Linked DNA regions of Mus musculus: regions 1 and 3 are each linked to region 2. A link is a contact called in public promoter capture Hi-C data. All regions are on one chromosome and are shown on one strand. The core of a region is the stretch at or near the end of the contact, and the rest is flanking DNA. Distances in the headings are between cores, read along the strand shown.

Region 1 (3,593 bases), core at 393-2,892, 1.2 Mb after region 2:
GGTCCTGAGTTCAATTCCCAGCAACCACATGGTGGCTCACAACCATCCGTAATGAGATCTGATGCCTTCTTCTGGAGTGTCTGAAGACAGCTATGGTATTTACATATAATGAAATAAATAAATCTAAAAAAAAAAAAAAACAAAATCAACAACCATTTAAAAAAAAAAAAAAAAAAGAACTTCTTTCTAGATATTGAAGAGCAATAGAAGTCAACTGCTTCGGGCTAAAGTATGAGCCCAAAAATACAGGGCAGATTCTGGTAAAGCTAAGGGGTGAGGCTGTGACAACCGTGGCCTCAGGCTTCTCTGGGATGTTTCACAAACTTCCCTGCTCCAACCCCAAACACTATATAAGAATATGCCTTCCAGAGACAGGGAGAGGCCAGTAGGTTGAAGTAGCAGCGGCAAATGGGGTAGTGTTGAAAGGAACTGTACAATGTCAGTCTCCCTGTGGCCAGCGACAGAGAGAAACCTAGTCAGAGGCTCCAGTGAGAATAGAGGCACCAGAACTAGTTCACACACACAGCACACCACACCACACCCCTTAGAAATTAGGCACTATGTGGCCAGAAACAAGACCTAAGGAACGGAATATTTGACCTTAGGGGCCCCATCACAAATGCAAGACAGTCACCTTAGCTCTGGGATGGGAAGTGACCCCCTACCCCAGCTCTCACACAAACAGAAGTAATTTCTGGGGGAGGCCTTCCCTAACTCAGTTCTGGGGAAGACCGGCTCACTCCAGACCTCACAGCGCTTAGAACACCCTGACAGCTGAGGCTGGAAACTCGGATAAGTGAGATCTGGTTTGGATGCCAGGAGTGCAGCTTAGGCACAGGAATTCCCAAGCTCAGGCTAAAAAGAAATGCCACCCACCTGCAGGTAGCCAACTAACTTGAGGGCCTCTGGGCCTGTAATTAGCAAGTTACAACCCAGAGCTGGCCAAACACGCCCCATAACGGTATAGGAATGTGAGCCCTTTGGGGCCGGGACAGACACTAAAGAGTGTACTCCTTCCTGTTTCCCGTTAGGCACATGGACACTCTGACCTCCCTCTTGGGATGGGCACAAGGGGGTCAGAAACAGAGGCGGCAGCGGCGGCGGTAGCAGTAGCAGCAACAGCAGCAACAGCAGGGGCCGCCACCGTTCCTCCTCGGCCTCCACACTCAGGCCCCAGGACGCACGCGGGCCCGCAGGGGCTTCTAGCACCGAAGGTCCGCTACTGCTCCACTCCTAACAAAGGGGCGTCTGTACCATGGATCCTGAGCGAGCGCCCGGCCCCAGTCCCCCTACCTGTTGCCCCGCAGGCCTTCTCTGGTCCGAGGCCCCAGCCGGGCCCGGATCGCCCGCTCCAGCAGCGCTCGGCCCGCCCTCCGGCAGGCCGGCCGCCATGAGCCGGTGGAGGCCCCGCTCCCTCCGAGCTGCACCCTGAGCCCCCGCGCCCGTCACTGCCCCGCCACCCTCGCGGACCCGCGCACAGACTTACTCGGCGTCCGGTGCAGAGCTGCTCCGGCCCGGGCGCCGCTACTCCGTTTCCCACTTCTAGCGCCCGGCCGGTGCGCACTGACTGGGCCGGGTCCTCTCCTCCCCCTTCCGCTGCCCGCGGCTCCCTCCCTCCTTCCTCCTTTGCCCGCCGAGCCCCGGCGAGCCCAGGCCGAGCCCAGTAGCGGAGCTGAGTTGGGTGTGGGCCGCGGCCGGGCGGGGCCCGGTGCCCGGAACCCTGCGCTGCGCCTATGGAGCGGAGGAGCCCCGACGGGGCGGGTGGCACGTGCCCCGCAGGGCGCCTGGGTCTCTGAGTGGCGCGGTTGCGGCCCACCCGGACATTGGTCAGGGACCCCCTGGTGCTTGAGCCCAGAGCAGTTCAGAGCTGGCTGCCTCTGCCCAACCCCGCGGCCCTGGTGTGGTCGGCGACCTCAGCCCATGATTTACCCCCGGGTTGAATGCTACAATCCCATCGTCCGGCTTCACTGGGCATCAGAGGAAGGGTGCACGCGGAGAAAACCCTGCACAGATCCCGATGCTCCCTACGGTGAGATCCACAATGCCCCCTCCCCCAGCCCTGCTGTTTAGAGTCCTAACAGAGCTACTCAAACCTTTTGTAAAATGTACTCCAGGCTACACTATGGTTAGCCGTGATCAGTTTCGTATTAGAACCTGTTTTCCCTTAAATAGTCCCATAAAATCTATGCCTCAAGAAGAGAGCAGCAGGTTGGAGACATGGCTCAGCGGTTAAGAACACCGACTGCTGTTCTAGAGATACTGAGTTAAATTCCTAGCAACCACATGGTCACTCACAACTATCTGGGATCCCATGCACTCTTCTGGTGCGTCTGAAGACAGCCACATTGTACTCATATAAATTAATAAATAAGGGGACGGATGGGGGGGAGAGAGAGAGAGAAAGCGCCCAGCAGCCTTAACTCCCATCTCCCATACTCCCATTATGGACAGAACTTGACTAAGTTGTCAAGTGACCCTTAACCGGGAGAGTTAAGCTTAGCTTCTTCCATGTAAAAAATGCTTTAAAAACTATCCCCTGGGAAGTGGTGGCGCACTCCTTTAATCCCAGCACTTGGGAGGAAAAGGCAGGCGGATTTCTGAGTTCAAGGCCAGCCTGGTCTACAGAGTGAGTTCCAGGACAGCCAGGGCTACACAGAGAAACCCTGTCTCGAAAAACCAAAAAAAATACAAAACAAAACAAAACCAAAACCCTGCCTGGTGCAATTTCACATCTCATGCCCAAGCACAGTCCCAGCATTTGGGAGACTATGTTTTTTTTTAAACCTTCATAAAATAGTTTTGTTTTTTCTTTTTAAATTTATGTGTGTGAGTGTTTTGCCTGAATGTATGCATGTGTTCCACGAATGTCTGGTGGCCAACAAGGTCAGTGGAGGATATCAGATTCCCTGGAACTGGAGTTATATAAGGTTGTAAGCAGCTATGTGGGTGCTGAGAATCAAACGGGTCCTCTGTAAGTAAGAACATGACAGCTGAGCTGTCTCTCCCGCCTTTGTTATGAACCCAGGTCCTCTGAAGGAGCAGCCTGTGCTCTTAACCGCCGAGCCATCTCTCCAGCCCCGCCGTTTGTCTGTCATCATTAAGCCTGTGCCAGAGGCTTGCCTCACAATGTATGCCTGCCTTCTAGCACCAGGGCTTTGCCTGTGATCTTAGGAAGAGATGTAACCTCACTACTCTAGTGTGAGAGTTTGGCTCTCGATCTTGTCTGTTTGGGGAGTTAGAGAGGCAGTGGATGATTTCCAGCCTGTCTGCCCACTTGGTCCTTGCAGTGAGACCCCAGCACAGATGATACACCACAAAAGCCTGGCTGTCCCCTGCACTCTGCTCTATCCCTCTTCAGTAGCCTTCCTAAAATCTTCTGCAACGCGCACACACATACACCCTCACTTCTTTTTCCAACCAAGTCTGCTGTTTGGGCACTGGCTAACCCTTTTTAACCCCTCCCCACCGTTCTTGATGAATTGTCCCTTTTTCTTTTCTTTTTCTTTTCTTTTCTTTTCTTTTTTTTTTTTTTTTTTAATACTTGGCTTTCCCATGGTTTCCACCAGATACTTCATTTGTTTGTTTGTTTTTTC
Region 2 (3,565 bases), core at 291-2,790:
TCCTCACTCTCCCCCCACCCCCCACACCCCCACACCCCCACCCACCCCCACCCCCGCGCGCTCATTCCTACCCAGCATCCTAACCTCTGGATATGTCCAACCCTTCCCTGGCCCTTCCTTACCCTGTCCACAGAGGAGCAGCAGGAGAGTGAGGGTGCTTAGAGTTGGAGGGCTGCCGTGGGGGGACCGGGGACTAGGGGACTGGCCCATACCTATCCAGCCAGGTCCCCCCAGGCACCGGTTCTTCCCAGATGATGAGCCTCCTACCTAGTGAATTTCTCTGGGTACTTCTGTGACTGGAAGAAGAAATTTGGCTGAGTGTGGGGAAAGAGAAGGGTTGGAGACCAGTCAAGATGGTGGGTAGAGAGAGCATCTGAAGAGACCAAAACAAAAATGAGACAGACTGGATCTTGGGAAGAAGGAGGCTTCCAGAGGGTGAGCGTGGCTGGTGAGCCTCTGTGCCCTGCCCCTGCGGCCACCTTCAGGTCCCTTGTGCAATATGCCTACGGGGGCGGGGTGGTGGTGGAGGGAAGGTTGAGTGACCTCAGTGTGCAGAGTCCAGTGTACTGCCCCATCCTGACTACCAAATAGCAGATGTGCCAAAAATGGAGGACCCCTAGAGAAAGTGAGGTTCTGACCATGTCAGTGGGTCCCCAGTAGCACCAGGATCTGATCACGCTTTAAGAACATACTTCTTATGGATCCTTCCCACCAGAAACCACCTGCCGTTTCATTTTCTTCACTGTGTTAGAAGGGCACAAAGGGTAACATGGTAGGCAGACGCCCTGTCTACGATATCACCTTCCCAGTGAAAGGAGAGCCGGTCTCTCAGCCTCTCCAGAGGGCTGACAGTACGATCCCTCTCACAGGATGGGGTACAAATCAAGCATTCAAATTAATATATGTTTCTGTCTAACAGTTCATGTGTTTTTCCAGACCCAGCTGAAAAGCCCAATCCAGACACTCCTGGTCTTTTGAGGAGAACAGATATGGGGGAGGGTCTGTCTCCTTTTCTCCTGTCAAAACCCTACTTTGGGATAAGCATATGAGCAGGAGGTCAGAGAGGTCTTGAGGTAGGGATGGGAGTGTAACTCGATGGTAGCTGAGTGTTTACCATGCTCAAGGCCCTGGGCCCAGTCCTTAGCACTGCCCCCTCCCCCTCTCCCAAGGTCTTGGTGTAATAAGATGGAGAGGAAAATAGGAAAGCCAGAGAGAGGCAGCATTAAACATCAAATGGCCATGGATTAGAAAACATCTAGGCAAGAGGAAAAGTGAAGACTGGGGTAGTTGCTAAGGGGAGATCTTAGTTTTCAGAACAGATGTCTGTAACTTTATGAAGTTCTGGCCTTGACCCAAAAGCTTATCAAAGTGATCGACATTTCATCTGGACTTACTGTTTCCCGAGGTCAAGCATTACTCTGATACTGGGTTCTCGAGCCATAGTTGCCTATTCTGTTGGTCTGCTCCAGCCAGGGGGTCCCCCATCTCTTTCTCCATGATTGCCCCGGAATGGCTGCAGTCTCACTCAGGTCAGAGAGCCAGAGGAGGTTTGGTGTGGGGGGAGGGGGGAGGGAGAGTATATGGTTGGCCCAAGTACTGGACAGCTGAGAGGAGGAGGGAGGTGCCTACTGAGTTGACAGTTTTAAAAATAGCTAGGTCCAAAATTCCAGGAACGTTGGTGGCAGTGGGGTGTGGGAGCTAAGGCAGCAGGAACGATGAGCAAAATAAGGATGGAATATGGAAATATTGGATACCAAGGGAGGGAGAGTATAAAGAAAGATGATGGCCAAGTCATATATCCAACTGTAGCTTATAAGCTGCCACTCAGGCCCTCCAGCATTCCCAGTAATGAACTCAGTATTCCCAGTAATGCCTTTAAGACTGCTGGTGGTGATTTTGTGTGATGCCAGTCACTCACTGCTCTCATCCTCTCTTTACTGAGGATTCCATTGAATTTCTTCTACACATAATACACTGAGGTGGCCGGCTTTGAAGATGGACGGCAAGCATAGTTCAGAGACCCTCCCCCATCTCTGCCAACTATTTCAGAAGCTGAAAGGTCCAGCTGTCCCGAGAAATCCGAGAGCAGAATTGTTTCGAGAAGGGTTTATTCCGTCTGCCCAGATCAGATCTCTGCAGCTGTCTACTCTCTCTCCACCTTTTCCATTACACTAGTTTGTGCAACAATCCCTCCTCCCTCCTCCTCATCAATACAAACACAAAAAACAGAAGCTTCCAGGTTGCAGGGGCCGGGGCCGGGGTAGTAACAGAGGCAGAGAGAAGAATCGGAGTCAGTTTTGAACACTACTGATCCACAGAGGAGTGGCGTTAGATAGGTGAATTCAGAAGGAAGACATTTGGGAATATACTTTTATAGACAAACTGTTTGAAGATTCAATTATAATCAGGGTTTTAGCTATGTCCGTCTTTTCACCTGGTGGCATTTCTGGGACACTGTCCCACAGTACTTGCCAAGGGAAAGCAGCACAGGACTGATTACAAAGTGTGTCACAAAAGCTTCTGGCCCTGTCAGCTCTACATGAAGTTCTACAGGTCCACATGGTACATGGTCCCTTCTCAGGCACGCATACACACACACACACACACACACACACACACTTTACAAGAGAAGTGTGGGAGCACATGTATTTTTTATAATGAATTTAGCTTTTTCTCAACTATACAAGACCATATCACAATAATCTTTTACATTAAGTTATTTAGAACATGTCTGTCTCTGTGTGTCTGTGTGTACCTATGTGGATGTCAGAAACGTTATAGGAGTCAATTCTTTCCTCCCACCATGTGGGCGTTAGGGGCCAAATGTGAGGTTTGGTAGCTAGTTCCTCTACCTACCTGCTGAGCCATTTCACCAGCCCACATCCCAAGAACTTTTATTCCATAAAATTTCCCTGCACTGGATGGTTGGGTGTGTCAACTTGACACAGGCTGGAGTTATCACAGAGAAAGGAGCCTCCCTTGAGGAAGTGCCTCCATGAGATCCAGCTGTAAGCATTTTCTCAATTAGTGATCAAGTGGGGCGAGCCCTGCCCATTGTGGGTGGGACCATCTCTGGGCTGGTAGTCTTAGTTCTATAAGAGAGCAAGCTGGGCAAGCCAGGGGAAGCAAGCCAGTAAGTAACATCCCTCCATGGCCTCTGCATCAGCTCCTGCTTCCTGACCTGCTTGAGTTCCAGTCCTGACTTCCTTTGGTGATGAACAGCAATGTGGAAGTGTAAGCTGAATAAACCCTTTCCTCCCCAATTTGCTTCTTGGTCATGATGTTTTGTGTAGGAATACACACCCTGACTAAGACATCCCCCAACTAAATTAATCAAGTGACTTTAAGACATACTAGGTTGTCTATAAAATGCAAAGTGGCATATACTCTGAAACCCAAAATACGTGCAAAAAAAAAACAGTTTCTTGAGGCTGGAAGGATGGTTTAGTGGTTGAAGCACTTGCTGCTCCTACAGGGAATTCAGGTTCCACTTCTATCACCCACATGATAGCTCATTACTAACTGTAATTCCAGTTTAGGAGCTCCAATACCCTCAGTTGACCTC
Region 3 (3,382 bases), core at 260-2,759, 1.4 Mb after region 2:
TGTGGTAAAACAGGATATAGACAGGAAGGCTGCAACTTTAATGCAAGATATTTTTTATGCCCATCAAACCTCTCCTAAAGATGACCTGAAACACTTGAAGTATGTAGAGGGGACTTGTTTTGTGCCTCTGCACAAAGAAAACAGAGCCTTGGGGTGGAAATAAGAACTACAAATGGGCACCTTCAGAGTGCTAGTAAAAGTCAGCTCTTCCTTACCAGTCTCTACATCCCCACCCCCACCCCTACCCCACCCCCGCATGGCTAATAGTACCGGCTTTAGAGTCAGACAGAAACCTTACTCTGACACTTAAGTGATTCGACCTTGATCAAACTGGTTTATCAGTCTTAAGTTGATAGGGACACAAGTCCAGTTAATGGCTGTAAGCCCCGCCCCCACTCACCCACCTCCCTCACCATCTACAGGAGTTGCTCCTCCCACTGGGATAGTTGGGCAGATCTGTCCCAACAGTGCTCTGCTGAGATGTGAAAGCAAAATAAGGAAGAAAAAAAACAGACCATAATAGAATTTAAATAATGTGAGAGGGGGCATCTTAGCGGGCCACCCACTTTCTCGGGACTATCTCAATTCTGGAAGACTCACCGTTACCCCGTATTTGAGTGCTAATCCAGCCAGGGTGTCTCCAGGCTCCAATTGATGCTCCAGGCGTCTTTCCCTCACTGGGGAGCAGGATGATTGTACCAGGCTTCCATAAGAACGAGCACGGCTCCCATGCAGCAGCCCTGACCCCCCGAGGGGAGGCTGTCTAGAGGGAGAAGCCATCTCCTCACTGTCAAGACCTAGGGTCACAACTGAGGGAAGCCCAGCTAAGTAACAGTGACGGCCGAACCCAAGGAATGGATATTCAGATAATTCGTTTTCTCTTCTCTCGTCTCTCTACAGTCTCCCGACTCTCGAGAGACTACATTCGTCGTCCTCCTCTTGCTGCTTCTTGCCGTGCCTGGAGTTACTGTCCGTCTCTTAAGAAGTCTGCCAGGCCGGTTACATTTCTCTTTCCACGAGCTCCTTACCCATAAGTATCTTCCCTGAGCTGTCAGTCGCTGACCCGGTTGACTTTCGACGCCCCCTCCCCAACTCCTCGCAAGCCTGATCTCTGACCTTTGAACCCTAGACACCCTCATCAACACTCTTCCCTCAGTGTATCCCCACATCCAACAGTCGGGATGCCGGGTGCTCCCACATCCTCTCTGTTCCAAATAAGGCCCACCCCAGGTAGGTTGTGGCTGAGGAGTACGAGCCTGAGGACAGCAAGAGTTTGTAGTATATAGTCCACTGAGATCCCTGACGCCTCGCTCCACATCAGGAAGGTCCCACCCTGAAATTCCGGCTCCACATACAGGATCTTGAGTCTCCGAACACCTGGATCCTTCGAGATGTGAGGTCCTGTGTCCAGGTGAGCAGTGTGCTCTTCAAAAAAATAAAAAAATAAAATAAATAACCAAAAGACTTCATTTCCCAAAAGGCACAGCGTCTCAAAGTATTGTAGGAAATGCAGGCCCCCTCAGGGCGCTGGAGGCGGGTCTTCCGGTTCGCGCGACGCAAGCGTGGAACATCATCCCCGGAAGTACAGATTCAACAAGAAAGAAACCGGAAGCAGAGAAGGCGATAGTGTACTCTTTCTACGGTGGCCTAAAGGAGCAGCGAAGTAGGCGTAGGGGAATTTATCGTAGTCTCACAGTCGCTATGTCTTTTAAGAGGGAAGGGGACGACTGGAGTCAACTCAATGTGCTCAAAGTAAGCCTTAGTGAGAGTCTGATCACCTTCAGCCGCCCTGTTGTTTTGTTTTGTTGCTCTGGCGACATCTAGGGGAGGGCTTAGGGGACCAGAACTGAGTGGTGACCCCTACTACCCTATGATCTGCATAGCCCCGTGTGCCATTTGACTCCTTATCCATACTATTTCATTTCCATCCGTCCCTCTTACTCATTTCTCCTATCCTGCTCCCTGCAGAAACGGAGAGTTGGGGACCTGCTGGCTAGTTACATCCCTGAGGACGAGGCACTGATGCTGCGGGATGGACGGTGAGAGCGAAGAGTGGATCAAGCCTGGGGATTCGGGGATCAAAGGCTCAACAAACTTTTGTCACTAAGGAGTTCAGGAGTATAATAGGACTCTTTGGCTGGAAGTGAAGTGTAAGGGGTGGAGATCGGGAAACCTGGGAGTTGGTGGTGGAGTACTCTGACAGAAGTAGGACCTACTCACCATAGCAAGAACACCCCGACTGCAGGCTCTCGAACACACAACATACACACCACACACCACACACATCATTCACTTCTCGTTTCCCTAGCTTTGCTTGTGCCATCTGCCCCCATCGACCAGTACTAGACACGCTGGCCATGTTGACAGCCCACCGTGCAGGCAAGAAGCATTTGTCCAGTAAGTATCAGAGAAGTGGGGAGGGCGGGAGATGGAGAGCAAGCCACCAGGCATTGTGCTTTTCATTCCTCCTTGCTTTTGTTCTCAGGTCTGAAGCTTTTCTATGGCAAAAAGCAAACAGGCAAGGGAACAGAGCAAAATCCAAGACAGCAGAACGAATTGAAGACAGAAAGCAAAACTGAGGTGAGAGGGCATCAGGTGTGGTTTAGACAGGGCTATACTTCACACAACAGGCTTGAGGGAACGTTTGCTCCTAACAGCTCTAACTCTGTCTCTTCATCACCAGGCTCCTTTGCTAACCCAGACTCGAATCATCACCCAGAATGCTCTACACAGAGCTCCCCACTATAACAGTTGCTGCCGGAGGAAGCACAGGTCCGTGGAATGGGAAAGCCAGGAGTGGAAAAGGGTAGAAGGAAATAGATGACTTTAAAGTTATTGCTCTCCAGATTGTATTCTGAGAAATAATAATCTTGTGGAAATATTTTTTTTAAATGATGGTAGGGGCTGGACAGATGGCTCAGCAGTTAAGAGCACTGACTGCTCTTCCAGAGGTCCTGAGTTCAATTCCCAGCAACCACATGATGGTTCACAACCATCCATAATGAGATCTGGCGCCCTCTTCTGGGGTGTCTGAAGACAGCTACAGTGTACTCATATATATAAAAGAAATCGTAAACCATCATTTTTTCAGGTTTTTTGTTTTTTGGGTTTTTTGTTTGTTTGTTTTTTGAGACAGGGTTTCTCTGTGTAGCCCTGGCTGTCCTGGAACTCACTCTGTAGACCAGGCTAGCCTCAGAAATCTGCTTACCTCTGCCTCCCAAGTGCTGGGATTAAAGGCGTGCACCACCACTGCCCGGTGGTTTATGATTTTAAAATAAATTTTTTAGCAAGTGGAAAATTGTAGAATAATCATACTTATTAGGAACATTAGGGCTTGGTGAGATGCCTCAGTGGTTAGGAACGCAGGGGGCTCTTCCAGAAG

Evidence for each region. Promoter capture Hi-C pulls out the DNA fragments that hold promoters and counts their contacts.
Region 1: a promoter capture Hi-C map of liver shows a contact between it and region 2, with 8 times the contacts expected there. The contact joins the promoter of Cers2 here to the promoter of Hjv in region 2. A contact is called at or near these places in 2 of 39 promoter capture datasets (liver and pre-B cells).
Region 3: a contact with region 2 is called in a promoter capture Hi-C map of liver, with 2.2 times the contacts expected there. The contact joins the promoter of Lysmd1 here to the promoter of Hjv in region 2. A contact is called at or near these places in 2 of 39 promoter capture datasets (liver and pre-B cells).

The regions. Positions count from the first base shown.
Region 1 is chr3:95,313,239-95,316,831 of GRCm38.p6, reverse strand. It overlaps Cers2 (ceramide synthase 2), which reads right to left and starts at 1,642. Exons shown (of 11, transcript NM_029789.2): 1 at 1,487-1,642. It overlaps Anxa9 (annexin A9), which reads left to right and starts at 1,652. Exons shown (of 14, transcript NM_001379545.1): 1 at 1,652-2,029. LOC115489748 reads left to right here and starts at 1,036. Exons shown (of 2, transcript XM_030252979.1): 1 at 1,036-1,075; 2 at 1,268-2,088. The coding sequence starts at 1,036. The coding sequence ends at 2,070.
Region 2 is chr3:96,523,160-96,526,724 of GRCm38.p6, reverse strand. Hjv (hemojuvelin BMP co-receptor) reads right to left here and starts at 1,540. Exons shown (of 4, transcript NM_027126.4): 1 at 1,395-1,540; 2 at 123-296. The coding sequence starts at 210.
Region 3 is chr3:95,132,215-95,135,596 of GRCm38.p6, reverse strand. It overlaps Lysmd1 (LysM, putative peptidoglycan-binding, domain containing 1), which reads right to left and starts at 1,509. Exons shown (of 3, transcript NM_153121.2): 1 at 601-1,509. The coding sequence starts at 780. It overlaps Scnm1 (sodium channel modifier 1), which reads left to right and starts at 1,585. Exons shown (of 7, transcript NM_027013.2): 1 at 1,585-1,752; 2 at 1,969-2,039; 3 at 2,309-2,397; 4 at 2,486-2,580; 5 at 2,684-2,772. The coding sequence starts at 1,702.